Linked DNA regions of Mus musculus: region 2 is linked to region 1. Evidence: chromatin contacts called from public HiChIP or PLAC-seq data. All regions are on one chromosome and are shown on one strand. The core of a region is the stretch at or near the end of the contact, and the rest is flanking DNA. Distances in the headings are between cores, read along the strand shown. Region 1 holds the start of Slc30a10 (solute carrier family 30, member 10). Region 2 overlaps Gm34969 (a long non-coding RNA gene).

Region 1 (6,616 bases), core at 1,783-4,282:
TTTGTTTTGTTTTTCCATCTTTAATGACAAGTCAACACCAAGCACATGCAAATACCTGCAATTCCAGCAGTAAGGGGACTAAGAAAAGAGGACTGCCACAAGTTCAAGCTCTGTGTGCCCTACATACTGAGTACCAGGCCAGCCATGGCTAGATAACAGGACCCTGTCTCAAAACAATCACAGCCAGTTATGATAAGCTGCAATGCGGCTTTGGGGATGGATCAATGGTGTAGCTTGTGTTTAGTATGGACAAGGCCCTGGATTCCATTGCCAGCTATACACACACACACACACACACACACACACACAATCTTCATAAAAACAAATAGATGCATGTCAGTAATATTCATGAAAGTAGCCAACCAAGAGTAGCAGTAATGGACTCTGCTAAATGCAGATCAGACGAAACTGGCATTGAGTTGTAGAGTTCATGAGAACATGACACAGATGTGTGAGAGTCAGGAGAACATGATAGAAACGTGTGAATATGAAGATAACTTGACACACATATGTGGAAATCAGGAGAACATGAACACAGATGTGTGGGAATCAGGTGAACATGATACATATATGAATATGAGGATAATATGACACATATATGTGGAGATCAGAAGAACATGACACAGGTGTGTGGGAATCAGGAGAACACGATACATATAGGAATATGAGGACAATATGACACATATATGTGGAGATCAGAAGAACATGACACTGAGGTGTGGAGACCAACCTGGCACTGATATGTAAGGTTCATCAGAACATGATATGTGAGTGAATTTGAGGAGAATGTGACACATATGTGGAGGTCAGGGGAACATGGTTCTGATATGTAGGGATCGGGAGAACACGGTATTCGTATGTGGAGCTCAAGAAAACATTTCGCTGATAATGTGGTGGCCAGAAGAACATGATGCATCTGTGGAGATGAGAATAACATGACACAAATGTCGGAGTCAGGAGAACGTGGCCAGGATATGTGGGGATCTGAGGAACATGATACATATGTGGAGATGAGGAAAACATGGCACGCATGTGGAGGTCAGGAGAACATGGCATTATTTGGTACTCAGTGGAACTCGGGAGACCATGACAGGGACATCTAGGGATCAGTGGGATATGATACATATGTAGCAATCAAGAGGTTATGACACTGATAGGTGACGCTCATGAGAACATGACACATATGTGTAACTCAGAGGAACATGGCGCTGATCTGGTCAGCCCAGGAACAGGCAGCTTCAGCGTGGCTTAATTAGAGCAAAGATAAATCATTAGCAACCAGCTTCTCCCTCAGAATCAATGCGATGATTAGGCAAGAGGAGAGGGTCATAGTCTGCAGGTAACTGACCCACTTCCCAGCACACTGTTGCTTTCCTAAAAGCAGAAGTACTCACAGCACAGACCCGTGAGTCAGGGAAAGGAGCCGGAGCTAGCCCACAGACAAGCCTACCTCTGATATTGAGTGCTTCAGACTTCTTCTCTTTTTTCGTCGTCTCTTCTGGTTCATTCTCGGTGTTCAGGGAATCACCTGCATTCAAAGAAGAAACCTTGTGTTGTGTATGAGTTCTACAAACAAAAAGAACCAATGATCTCAAAATGCGGTTTTGTTATTTTCAATTCCTCTTAGCATACAGGAGTCCCCCGCTTCTCCTACACTCAGCCCAAATAGGTACCTTTTAACCCAGAGGAAGCCCGAGGTCCACCCTTGGTCTTCACACACACAGCTTTCAAATTAAAAACGGGACAAGGATAAGCCTACACCTATCCCCCAGATCCTCAATACCCAAGAGGCAGGAGATAGCCCTGACACCGATGTCAGGGGAGGAAACATCCAGTTAGCACCGGAGAAGGGGCAGGATAGGAAATGCTCCGTTGCCCAATAGTTAAGAATTGATTTCCAAGATCAATACTGCCACAGGAGAGGGGAAGATAAGGACTACAGGGTCAAGAAGGAGAAAGAGAGGAAAATGGGGCGGGGGAGGGGGGAGAGAAGGCAAGCAAGGAAGGAGAACGAGGAGGGAGGGAAAGATGGAGAATTAAGTGAGAAGAGAAGCGAAGGGACTTTTTGATAAATCAGTCAAGAAAACGAGCCGAAAAAGAGGTAGTGGATGAGTAAAGGGGTCCAGATGCCAGGAGGAGGAGGGAGAATTGAGGGAAGAACAAAGTGCTCCCAGTCCGGAAGGATGCAACCGAAAGGCACCTGCTACATTAGAGAACACGGTCGCGCCCTCCTGCTGCTTTCTTCCGGCCGAGGACCCCCGGAGAGTCACTGCTGTGCCCGAGCCAGGAGCTGTGGCTGTCGCAGCCTCTTGGGGACACCCCAAAGCGCCACGAGGATCCCCCTGGCTTGGCTGCTGCGAAGGGCGGGTCCGGCGACCCCGCGTGCAGCGGGAGAAGCAGGCGCCGCAGTCCTGGAAGATGAGCAGCCCCACCACGTTGACCGCCAGCCCCAGGGCTCCCACGATAAGCACCAGCTCCGGGTCGTCGATGCGCTCGGGCCGCGCAAGGCGCAACACGGCCTCCACGAAGATGGTGAAGCAGAGCGCAGTGAGGAAGACTGCGTTGCTGAGCGCGCCCACCACCTCGGCCCGCACGTAGCCGTAGGTGGCACTGGAGCCGCGGGGACCGCGCCGCGCGATGTAGCCGGAGCCCAGGCCCACGCACAGCGAGATCAGGTCTGACAGCATGTTGAACGAGTCCGAGAGCAGCGCGATGGAGTTGCCCAGGTAACCCGACACCAGCTCGGCCACGAAGAAGGCCGCGGTGAGCACCAGCATGAACAGCAGCCGGCACGTCTTGCCTGAGTAACGGCCCATCTCTACAGCCCGCTGCGCCCCGCAACAGGTTGGCGGGGGGGGTGGGGGGGGCGGTCTGGAGCCCACCTCCTGCTGCAGGCCCGCCCTTACCCGCCCGGACCTTTTATGCTTCCAGCTCGCGCTCGCGGGACCAGAGTCTGCAGGAGTGGCCCCAGAGTCGCAAAGGCCACCTCCCGGGGCCCCTGCCCCTCCTCCCTCGCCGCCCAAGCTTGATTTGGCTGGTGGCCACCAGCCTGTGTCTCCTTCTAGGTCTGGGCTGGAGACCGGAGCTGCTGGGAGGAGGGGCGCATTGGGATGTCAATCTTCTTAAATCTCCACCTCCACCCTCTCTGAGAGAGAGATGCACGGGATGGTCCCGCTCCTCCAACTCCACCCCGCCTTCACCCCTGGGCTACTACAGATCTGTGTATGCCGCTGATAAGGACCTAGGCTGTAGTGGGTGTGCGCACCGCTGCCTACGTGCCCAGATGCGAGTTGCAGGGCAGATTCCATATGAGCTGGTGGAGCCTAGTGCCCTTAAAGGTGTTTCCTGCTTTTCCACTGGTTAAATGGTATCTCATTCCTCCCGTTAACCCCTGTCCCTGAACCCATAGTCAAAACCCTTTATCCTTTCTTCTTCACAAAGGCCACGAATCCTATTACTCCCTTATAGCACAGTATCGCCATCTCCCTTTTAGGGGTCTCTATCTGAGTCGAGCTGTCTACAGAGGAGAGGAAGGCAGGCAGCCCAGGGTGCATGGCTGCCACTGCTATTAGCATTAGTATGGAGCACTGGTATAGCACTCCAAGGCTGGGATTCTTTGTGTCCCTTGGCCATCAAAGAAGCCAGGTTTGGTCTCCTTTCCTAGTCTGTCAGAAAGAATTTCTACTGCCCCTAAAGGTGACCCTATACTCATAGTTCAATTGACCCAATTTTTTTTTTCCAAATAGACCCTGTTCCAAGTGACAATCACTCAAAGGGAACATGTCCTGGACTTGAGAGTCTACACTGCAGCCCCTTCAGAAAGGGTATTTGCTGTTGGTCACTTCGGAGACAGAAGTTGGTAACCATCGACTGAGGTATCGATGTGATAGGCTTTGGTTTGGAGGAATGTGGGTTTGGGGACTTTGGATTTGGAAAGCAGTGGAATGCTCTAAGCGGGGCTCAGTGAGCCATCCTAGCAGGAATATGGAAGACTTTGTTGCTGAGGGTGATTTGAACTGTGGAAGCCTGGCTCTAGAGGTTTCAGAGGAGAAGGATTTTAATATGTGGTGACCTTGGGGCAAGACCACAACAGCTAAGTTTAGGTTCGGGCATGGCAGTACGCCCCTTTAATCCCAGGAGGCAAAGCCAAGCTGATCTCTGAGTTCAAAGTCAGTCTACAGAGCAAGTTCCAGGACAGCCAAGCTTAGGCAGTAAAGGAGTTGGAAAACAGAAATCCGGTGATACTGTAATAGAACAAGGGGGCCATGTTCCAGCCCCAGCAAGCAGCAACTTCAGCACGTGGCTCTGGCTTTAGGGTCAAGAACAGAAGGAACTACTGGGACAATGGATGCTGGTTGACTGTAGCTAAGAAATCAGCAGTGATTAAGAAGAGACCAGCATCACCGAGGTGAAATCGGAGAAGTGTTTCCTGAGAGCACAGAGAAGCTGTGTTCCGGAGGTAGCTAAGGTTGTCTACAAGTTGCCTTGCTCATGGTGTCTGTTCACAGCAGTAAAACCCTAGCTAAGACAAGTGGGGTGTGGATGGGGGAGCCCTGTGCCTCACTCATTTTAGGAAGGGTCTGAAGGCAAAGCACAATAACCGTGTCTCCCCATAAACTTTAACCACCCTCATGGAGAAAATGCACAGGGTTGGAGCTTGGAAATACATTCTATGCCTTCCTCAAAGCAAAGCCAACGAGCAAGGGACAGTGGTGCAGCAAGGGACAGTGGTGCAGCAAGGGACAGTGGTGCAGGCATTTACTCTCAAATGTCCTAGAGGATTGGCTTGAGACTGGAATCCACTAACAAAACACTCAACCTAAAAAAGAATAATACTGATAATTTGGATTGAATTTACTCTTGCCAGCCCTGTACACGCATATAATGTATTGGGATTATTTGCAGTCCCCACCCTCGGGTCTACTTCTCATACCCCGTGAAGCCCCCTCTTCCCTCTGAGCCTTCTCCTGAAAGCATGTCCATTTGTTTAGTTTCTATCACACCGTATTTATCGTGTGTTTGTGTGTGTGTGTGTGTGTGTGTGTGTGTGTGTGTCGGGGAGGGGTGTGCTCTGCGTATGCATGGCACACATGCTACGGCTTACGGGAGGTCAGAGGTCAACTCTGGGGAGCGATGCTCTCACTCCAGCATGGTACTCTCTGGGATTGGATTCAGAGCACCAGGCTTGGTGCCAAACACTTTTATCTGTTGACCCACCTTTCCAAACCACCCACCCTCTTTTTTTTTGTTTTATTTTGTGGCCTACTCTGTTTAATCAGGGTAGCCCATGTCTACCTTCTAGCCCTATTCGTTGTCTGAATCTTGAAGCATGCCTCTATTTTTTCATAGTCTATGAAGGTCCCTATCAATAGTATTAAAATATCCCTGATCAAAAGTCCCTATCTTGTTACTAGATAAATCCCCAAACGCAAGAAACTTAATAATACTCCTCTTTCAGCCAGGCAGATAGCTCATGGCTGTAATCTCAAACCTGTAGGCTGGCCTACAGATAGAGACAGCTTGTCTTAAACAAACAAACAAACAAACAAACAAACGAACGAACATTTCCAGGAGAAATACCCATACACTGAGAATCTAAGGAAATTCTTTTTTAAAAATTAATAAATTATAAATAATATAGAAGAACTACTAAGATAAAGACAATGGCAGTTGTAAGCTATGTGGGCATGAACAAGTCCCTTTCTCGTCTGGGACTGTCAAGGGGAGTGGATGACCATATACTAAGGATTAAACAAATTAATGTGTAAAGTGCTCCAAACAGTACTTCGAATACAGTAAGCACCCAATAAATGCTGTAGTTATGGTGTGGTTAGCAGTAGTCCAGCACACATGTAGTACAATCACTACTAGTCCCCGGAGGAAATGCTAATACACACTAGAGATGTTTCAAGTGCTCTTCCCAGTATACAGCCCATTTTTTCTTCAAACATGGAACCTCTAAAACATTTGACATATGATAGCAATAGTGGGCCTGGGAGTATAGCTCAGTCGCTTAGCACATGCAGGGACCTGGGTTCAAATCCAGACACTGCAAGAAAAAAAAAAAACACTGACAGAGCTAAAGCGTTCCTTCCCAGTTAATTGTATTTCTCAGTCATTCACAGCAGAAGAAAAACCAGAAATCAGCAGAAGCATATCACTTGTGCCTCCTGGTTAGTCATTCTCCCAGCCAAGGGCAGATAAGAATTGGGTCACTGGCCCAGGAGCAAGACAATAAGAACTAGAAAGCCAGAGCCTGAGGACCAGGAGTTGTCACAGGTGTCTGATGTCCCCGTCCTCAGCCAGGTTCTGACCATAAAGAAAGGTAAGTGTTCCAGACACTACCAATAAAATGTGCTGTAGAAAAGTGGGATGTGTATGTGGCAGTGTGTGTGTGTGTGTGTGTGTGTGTGTGTGTGTGTGTGTGTGGTGTATGTACATGTTACATTTGCATAGGTGTGTGTGCACATGCACACTCACATGGTTAAGACCGCCTTTCTCAGTCAGTTCTGCTTGGGGTTTCGGGGGACTGTGGGTAGGGAGAGGCCATAGTATCTCACTGAAGCCAAACGTCGTGCTTAGCTAGGTTGGCAGGCCAGGAGCTGCAGTGAGCCAC
Region 2 (6,910 bases), core at 2,712-5,211, 48 kb before region 1:
ACAAGTTGTTATTTGTTATATAACATCTTAATAATTTATAACAAAATGAAATTTTTAATGTGTAAAATGTTCTATTTTCATTATGTATATCGGTCTTTCCAGAATCTTCCCCTATCATTTTCTAATTGACTAAACAATGTCAGACATTTTACCTCACATAAGGAAGGTCAAAGTGTGATTATTGGTGAATCCAGTTATCTGCTGACAGTGGCTCACAGAGTTAAGTTTGTTCAAAACAGAGTACCCCAACCCAGCCCCCAGCCCCAATCTCTCTGCTTTCTGGTCAAGTAAGATGTGCACCAAGCTGTCCCTCAAATTGAGAACCAAGATAAATCCTGCCTTTGTTTTGTTTTGTTTTGTTTTGTTTTGTTTTGTTTTGTTTTGTTTTGTTTTCGAGACAGGGTTTCTCTGTATAGCTCTGGCTGTCCTGAAACTCACTTTGTAGACCAGGCTGGCCTCGAACTCAGAAAGTCGCCTGCCTCTGCCTCCCGAGTGCTGGGATTAAAGGCGTGCACCACCACTGCCCAGCTAAATCCTGCCTTTCTTAAGTCACTTTGTGTCAGGTATTTGGTCACAATGACTGAGGTGACTGAGACAACAAGTTATCCCCTAACATAGAGAATCATTTCTTAATGCAAATGCTATACCCTAAATATTGCTTCATTTTCTCAGAGTAATATTTAAAGTGGTGACCACTTTGCAAGAGCGATCAAAAGAGGAGGGGCTGTGCAGCCAGAAGGATGAAACACAGTGGCTATGATGTTGGTCCTTACCCACAAAGAGAAAAAATAGGCTTGCATTTGCAGATGCGGACTCCACATAGACGTAAGTGCTGAATAATGCAGACTTTAGTTATTACACTGTAAAACTAAGGACTGAGGGGATGGCCCAGTAGCAAAATGCTTCTTACACAAAGCATGAGCATCCAAGTTTAAATCCCAAGGACTCACATAAAGAGTCAGGCATGGTTGTCTATGACCCCAGGTCTGGGCCAGAGACAGGAGTTATCATCGCAGTCAGTGAGCTCCTGGGTCAGTGAAAAAGTGATCCTCAAAAAACGATGAGGGTCGCCTCAGAGAAAAGCAATGACATCTAGCTCTGGCCTTCACATACGTGTGCACGCACACACACACACACATATGCACACACACATATGTACACACACACACACACACACACACACACAAAATAGATGTAACATGAGCCAGGCATGCACCTGTTTCTCAGAGGTCTGGAAGTAGCTTCAGGAGGTTTAATTAAAACCGTGAGAGTGGCGCACGCCTTTAATCCCAGCACTTGGGAGGCAGAGGCAGGCGAATTTCTGAGTTTGAGGCCAGCCTGGTCTACAGAGTGAGCTCCAGGACAGCCAATGCTACACAGAAAAACCCTGTATCAAAAACACAAAAAAAAACAAAAACAAAAACAAGCAAACAAACAAACAAAGTGAGATGAAGAACAGCCCTGCACCATTGTAAGTCTCTTCCATCTCAAGATCTAAGGAAACAATGTAGACAAACCAGAGGTTTGGTTTGGCTTGGTTTTTAGATTTATATCTGTCTATGTTTTGCTTACATGCGTGTATGTGTAGACCTTGTGTGGACCTGGTGCATTCCCAGTGTGCCCAGAAGTCAAACGATGGCACCAGACCCCTTGGGAACTGGAGTTACAGATGTGAGCTCCCAGGTGGGTACTGGATATTGAACACAGTCCCTCAGCAAGAGCAACAAGTGGTTCGGGCTCATGAGCCATCCCTCCAGCCTCAAACTAGAGTTTCATGCAAATACTGCTGCAGCCCTTTGTTCTCCACAGGAAAAGTTAACACTCGTAACTGAACGACACATGGGGCAGGGCTTTCAAACAGGCAAACATAAATTTCCCCCGAATAGGATAGCAACAAAATCAACCACTAAACACTGTGACCCTAGCGCGTCCTGATTTCCATCCTCGCACAGCACAAGCCTCTACCTTTGCCCTGACTTTTGTGGAAGCAGAGAATGAAGGGTGTCTGCGGCTGCTCATGAGGTCCACATCAGTCTTGTTTAAGGTTTACGCACCTTCCATGGTGAGATCCAATCGGCAGGTCAACAAACTCACCAGATCCTGCCCCTCGGGATGTTCATTTCTGAGAAGCGCTACGAAGACTTGAATTGAAAACCTCAAGTGCATGGAGATCCACTGTCACATACCAAACACAGAGTTCTCTGTGAACTCAGCCTCTCTCTAGCCCTGCCCTCCTGTCCAGCTGCTGTCAAGATGGTTCAGGGATTCATTTGCTGCTCTTCTGAGGACTCGAGTTGGTTCCCAGCACCTGTACGGTGACTCACGGCCCATGTAACTTCAGCTCCTGGGGAACTGATGCTCTCTTCTGGCTTCCACAGGCACTGTGCTCACATGCACATACCCCCAATATAAACATCCATACACATATTTTTAAATATTTTGGAAAAATAAACTTTTAGATTCCATGTTTTGTTAAAGCCAGGAAACTGATCTATGGTAAGAGTTCTGCCTCCACCAAAATGCATACCATCATACCATTTCAATTCAAAAAATGCTGCCCATGAGTGTTAAGGGCTACTGTGTACTATGACACTATTCTTCTTTGTCCAAAGTAGTCTCAATTCTATGTGCTTCAGTCAAGAGTCCCCTGTGCTGGTCTTCACATTCCAGGCAAAGGAAGAAACCTTTAGCCTTTCTCTCTCCTTTGGGTCTCCAAACTCTATTGGGAAGCCCTCCACACTGCTGTCAGGAGTTAACCAGAACCCTGTACTCACCGAGTTAGTGTCTGCAGTCTCTTTATATCCATCCCATCTTCCCCGGGGAGAAAGTCATCTGAAATGTTAAGACTGACGCCCACTCTGAGAGTTTAGCCCTAAACAGGACATCTATTCAGCACTCTTTCCAAAGCTCAGGGGACCATGTGGAAGAGGGGACAGAAGGAAGGTAAAAGGCAGAGGGTGGGGAGGAGAGCTGATGAATGCTGTCTTCTGGGAGAGATACAGTTGCTGCACACAAAGTCCCACACAGGATCCCAGAGCAATGGTGGTGCCCTGCAAGGGCTGGGCCCCCGACTTCCTACCATGTTTAATGGTTGCTGGGATGAGGAGGGGACACAGGCAGTTAATGGTTGCAGGGGGGTACAAACATTCATGGTTGTGGGGAGATCACATTCCTCAGTGGTGTAGGCACTGCTAAGTTGTCCTTGCTCAGGAGAGTACCCACCCTGTTCAAGCTCACTCAGGCTCATGCAGAGGGGCACAAAAAGGAAAGACGTGGAAATGGCTGGGAGACAAGGTTCAGTCGAGGGGAGAAGAGAGGAGAATGGGAAGAAGGCGGGTCGTGAAAAAATTAAATATTAAAGATAATGCTTGTCAACCCAAGTGAATCTATAACTTCACGGGGTTAAAAAAGAAGAAGAAGAAGAAGAAGAAGAAGAAGAAGAAGAAGAAGAAGAAGAAGAAGAAGAAGAAGAAGAAGAAGAAGAAGAAGAAGAAGAAGGAGAAGAAGAAGAAGAAGAAGAAAAAGAAGAAGAAGAGCTGGGCGGTGGTGGCACACACCTTTAATCCCAGCACTTGGGAGGCAGAGACAGGCAGATTTCTGAGTTTGAGGTCAGCCTGGTCTACAAAGTGAGTTCCAGGACAGCCAGGGCTACACAGAGAAACCCCTGTCTCGAAAAAACAAAAAACAAAAAACAAAAAAAAAAAAAAAAAAAAACAAACAAAAAAAAAAACAAAAAAAGAAAGAATGATGATCGCTAAGAATTCAGACAACTCTAGGTAAAAGACCATTCCAAGACCATAGATAACAGCCCAATACAACAGCTTTTATTCTTTTATTATGGCAAACCAAATGTTATATGTTTATTGTTTTATGATTCTCTGAACCCAAGGACCTCCTCCCTACGTCACAGGAACCCATTAACCCCATTCCATGTCGCTAGAACAATTAGGGCGCTCACTTTGGCTTCTTTGCACCCTGTACTTGCAAAGACGACATGACTGCTCATTTATGGCTGGTCATTGAGTTCAGTTGGGGAGGCGGCCTGGATGGTGACTTCAAAGTTTCATATCTAGACCTCTAGGAATGGCAGGGCCTGAATGAGTGGACCCAGGACTAGGGTGAGGCGAATAGGGCACTAGGGTTGAGCTTAAAGGTGGGTTGGTGTCTCAGAAATTAATCATCAAGATAGATACTACTTTGAAGAAATCTTTTTAAACTAAAATCAATGCAAAAATCCATGATAAAGGACAATTTAATAATATAGTGTAAATATTAAAATAATTCGACCTTGCACTTTGATGATTCAGCATGTCTCATTTGTTACCTTGCCCTTTCTGGGTGGCTCAGTGGTACTGGAAGTTCTCAGAGCCTATGATCCACAGAATTGTCTTCAGTGGAAGCAAAAACAAAAAAAAAAAATCTCTCCAACCTCAGCAATTAGTAGATTACGTTAAGTTGTCTACCAAATGCCCCTAGTAAGAAAATTTTTTAAAGGGCAGGAGAAATAACAAGAGGTTCCTGGTGCACTGGTCTTTAGGAACAGTAAATCCTAAATGATAATTAAAGATGTTTCATTCCGGTGCATTCTAGATCCAGAACAGAAGGAGGCGCTGCTGGGACACATTGCATGACTTTGAATTCAATTCCGCTTTAACTTCCAAAGCTGAGTTAGTTTTTGCTACATCCCTAAAGCAAAAGATGCAAATATCATCAGCTTGTTTAGGTTTTGGCATTAGCGTCTTAAATTGTGTGAAAAATTCAAGAAAACTTTATAGGGTCTTTGAATAGGGCACGCATTGAGTAACGCACGACCATAATATAAATGGATGCAGCCACAAGGATGTTTGCCTCTGGTGCTGAGACTGGAGCTAGGGCCTTCCACCGGCATGCGCTCTGCTCTGCTAGCAAGCTACATCCCCATAATTTACAAGTTACAGGGTTTTATCTGAGTCCGAATTCTCTTACATCGTTAAAGATGCTTACTTTTAGTTAACATAAAAGAGTTAGCACGATTTTGTTTTGTTTTGTGAGGCAGCATCTTGCCGGTGACATCAGCGATGGGAGCAGAGTCTCTGGTCATCTAAGAGAGGAAGAAAAGACAAAAAGCATTTGCTCTATGCATCCTTGCGGCTTCTATCACATCTCCCCTTTTTTGCCATTTTTGCCCGATAAGGCAGTTGTTTATCTGCAGCTACATTCGGGGCTTGGTTATATGATAGAATTCAAGTAATCATTTGACTGTATTTGTAGGGGGCTTTTCCCCTCCCAAGGAGAATTGTTCATTTAACTTATGTCATTTTTATTTCTCCTGGCCTTACCAAAAAGTATGCAATGAACAAAGGTCATATAAAGATACCTCTGAAACTGAAGGGTGGTTTTGAGCTTTGATGATTCAGTGGGAAAAATACTGACTTCTTGGGAAAGAGACAAATAATTAAACCTGGAAAACTGAGATGAAGTAGGCAAAGCTGAGGTCAGGTCAAGGCATTAGGAATGCAATCCCAGGCAGTAAACCGGAGGGGTGGGAAGGGGACAGATCTGACCCATTGCAATCCTGTAAATCTGACCTTTTAGACCTGATGGGATTTGGAGATGGCACAAGAATTTGAAAATAGTACAGTGGTTCTCAACCTCCCTAATGCTCGGCCCTTAAATATAGTTCCTCATATTGTAGAGACCCCCCCCCCGAGCATAAAATTATTTCCCTACTCAATAACTGTAATTTTGCTACTGTTATGAATTGTAATATAAATATCCGATATGCAGGATATCTGATATATGACCCCCAATGGGGCTGTGACCCACAGCTTAGGAACTGCTGGCACAGGACAAAGTGAGGATCAAATTCCAGAGGCTGAAGCTTGAAGGGCAGGGACGCCAGCATCTCCATCTGTGTTAGAAGGGACGCCAGCATCTCCATCTGTGTTAGGAAAAGCTGACTGGCGCGCCCAGCTTTCTCTTTGGTCGTCATAAGGAAATAGAAGTGTGTGCATACCCCATGCTATGCTTACAGGAGAAAGTTCTGAAATATAGAGGATATGTCTAGCTGAAAAAGACACATTATTTTTATAAACTATCAGCAGGTGGAATAGCCCCCGCCCCCCCCCCCATAAATTAAACTCCTTAAAAATTATATGTTGCCGAAACTTAGGGAAAAATGATTAGAAATTTCTTAGTGGGGAGAGTATTATATTTAAAAGTTGGAAAGAGTTTTGTGAATTTGGGCAAATTTTTGAGCCGATTTTAAGACTTCTCAATCTTTCTTGATTCTGTTTGTTTATTGCTGCATATTAACCTTACCATAGCAAAAAGCTCTAAGCTCTATGTTAATTATTTATCCAGATACTGTCTGTCTTTATCCTTGTGCCGGGCATTGATGAACACGAGTGAAGATCAGTACGAGTTTGAGCCTTATTTAGATATCTGCTTCTCGGAGAGCCAGCCTTCAAAGCCTGGCTCTGCTTAGATTAATCCTTTGACAAACCTATAAAGAAGAACACAGGACCTTAACTCACACACTTTGACTCAGCTCCACGCCAGTCCTTGGAGCCCCGCGGTAACCTGCGTGGCAACTTCACCAAGGACTGGCTTCTTCTCAAGTCTCTTAAATCATTCTTTTCCGGATCTCTTTTCTCTACATCTTAAGAGTGTATATGGCCACATGTAAACACAAGTTCTAACTACTTTCAGTTACGTTAAGGGGTTGAAAAACGATTGTTTAATCTTAAGAAATCTTTGAGGTTTATTTCCCTGTGGTCTGAACAGTGCCAAATCCTTGTAAATGAAAGTCGGAATCTTCAGGTTTTTCAGTTTAATGTTTTTATCACTGTTACAACGAAGGTTAGAAACCTGACAGAAGGATGACCTTATAGACTTACAGAATTATCAAATAACTATTCGGACTGTGTTT

The links. HiChIP or PLAC-seq counts read pairs in DNA pulled down with a chosen protein or histone mark.
Region 2: an H3K4me3 HiChIP or PLAC-seq map of intestinal villus epithelium shows a contact between it and region 1, with 2.6 times the contacts expected there. The contact joins the enhancer-like site here to the promoter of Slc30a10 in region 1. A contact is called at or near these places in 9 of 39 promoter capture datasets (cranial neural crest, embryonic stem cells, frontonasal cranial neural crest and 5 more), 1 of 15 datasets of contacts at CTCF or cohesin (embryonic stem cells), 17 of 484 Hi-C or Micro-C datasets (the Ba/F3 cell line, the G1E-ER4 cell line, brain and 8 more), 15 of 115 datasets of contacts at active chromatin or transcription factors (astrocytes, embryonic forebrain, embryonic stem cells and 7 more) and 1 of 9 other capture datasets (embryonic stem cells).

What each region holds. Positions count from the first base shown.
Region 1 is chr1:185,451,264-185,457,879 of GRCm38.p6, reverse strand. It overlaps Slc30a10 (solute carrier family 30, member 10), which reads right to left and starts at 3,032. Exons shown (of 4, transcript NM_001033286.2): 1 at 2,201-3,032; 2 at 1,451-1,528. The coding sequence starts at 2,816. It overlaps Gm2061 (predicted gene 2061), which reads left to right and starts at 2,312. Exons shown (of 3, transcript NR_040305.1): 1 at 2,312-2,844; 2 at 3,747-3,875.
Region 2 is chr1:185,499,797-185,506,706 of GRCm38.p6, reverse strand. Gm34969 (a long non-coding RNA gene) reads right to left here. Exons shown (of 4, transcript XR_001779597.1): 2 at 6,301-6,484; 3 at 4,984-5,080; 4 at 3,803-4,686. Among named protein-coding and RNA genes, the nearest start is that of Gm34969, 16 kb to the right of the region's middle. Within about 2 kb of position 3,961, at least 12 of the 459 cell types and tissues checked have an H3K27ac peak or open chromatin away from gene starts, as enhancers often do. A contact at or near this core is called in intestinal villus epithelium, where this site is marked.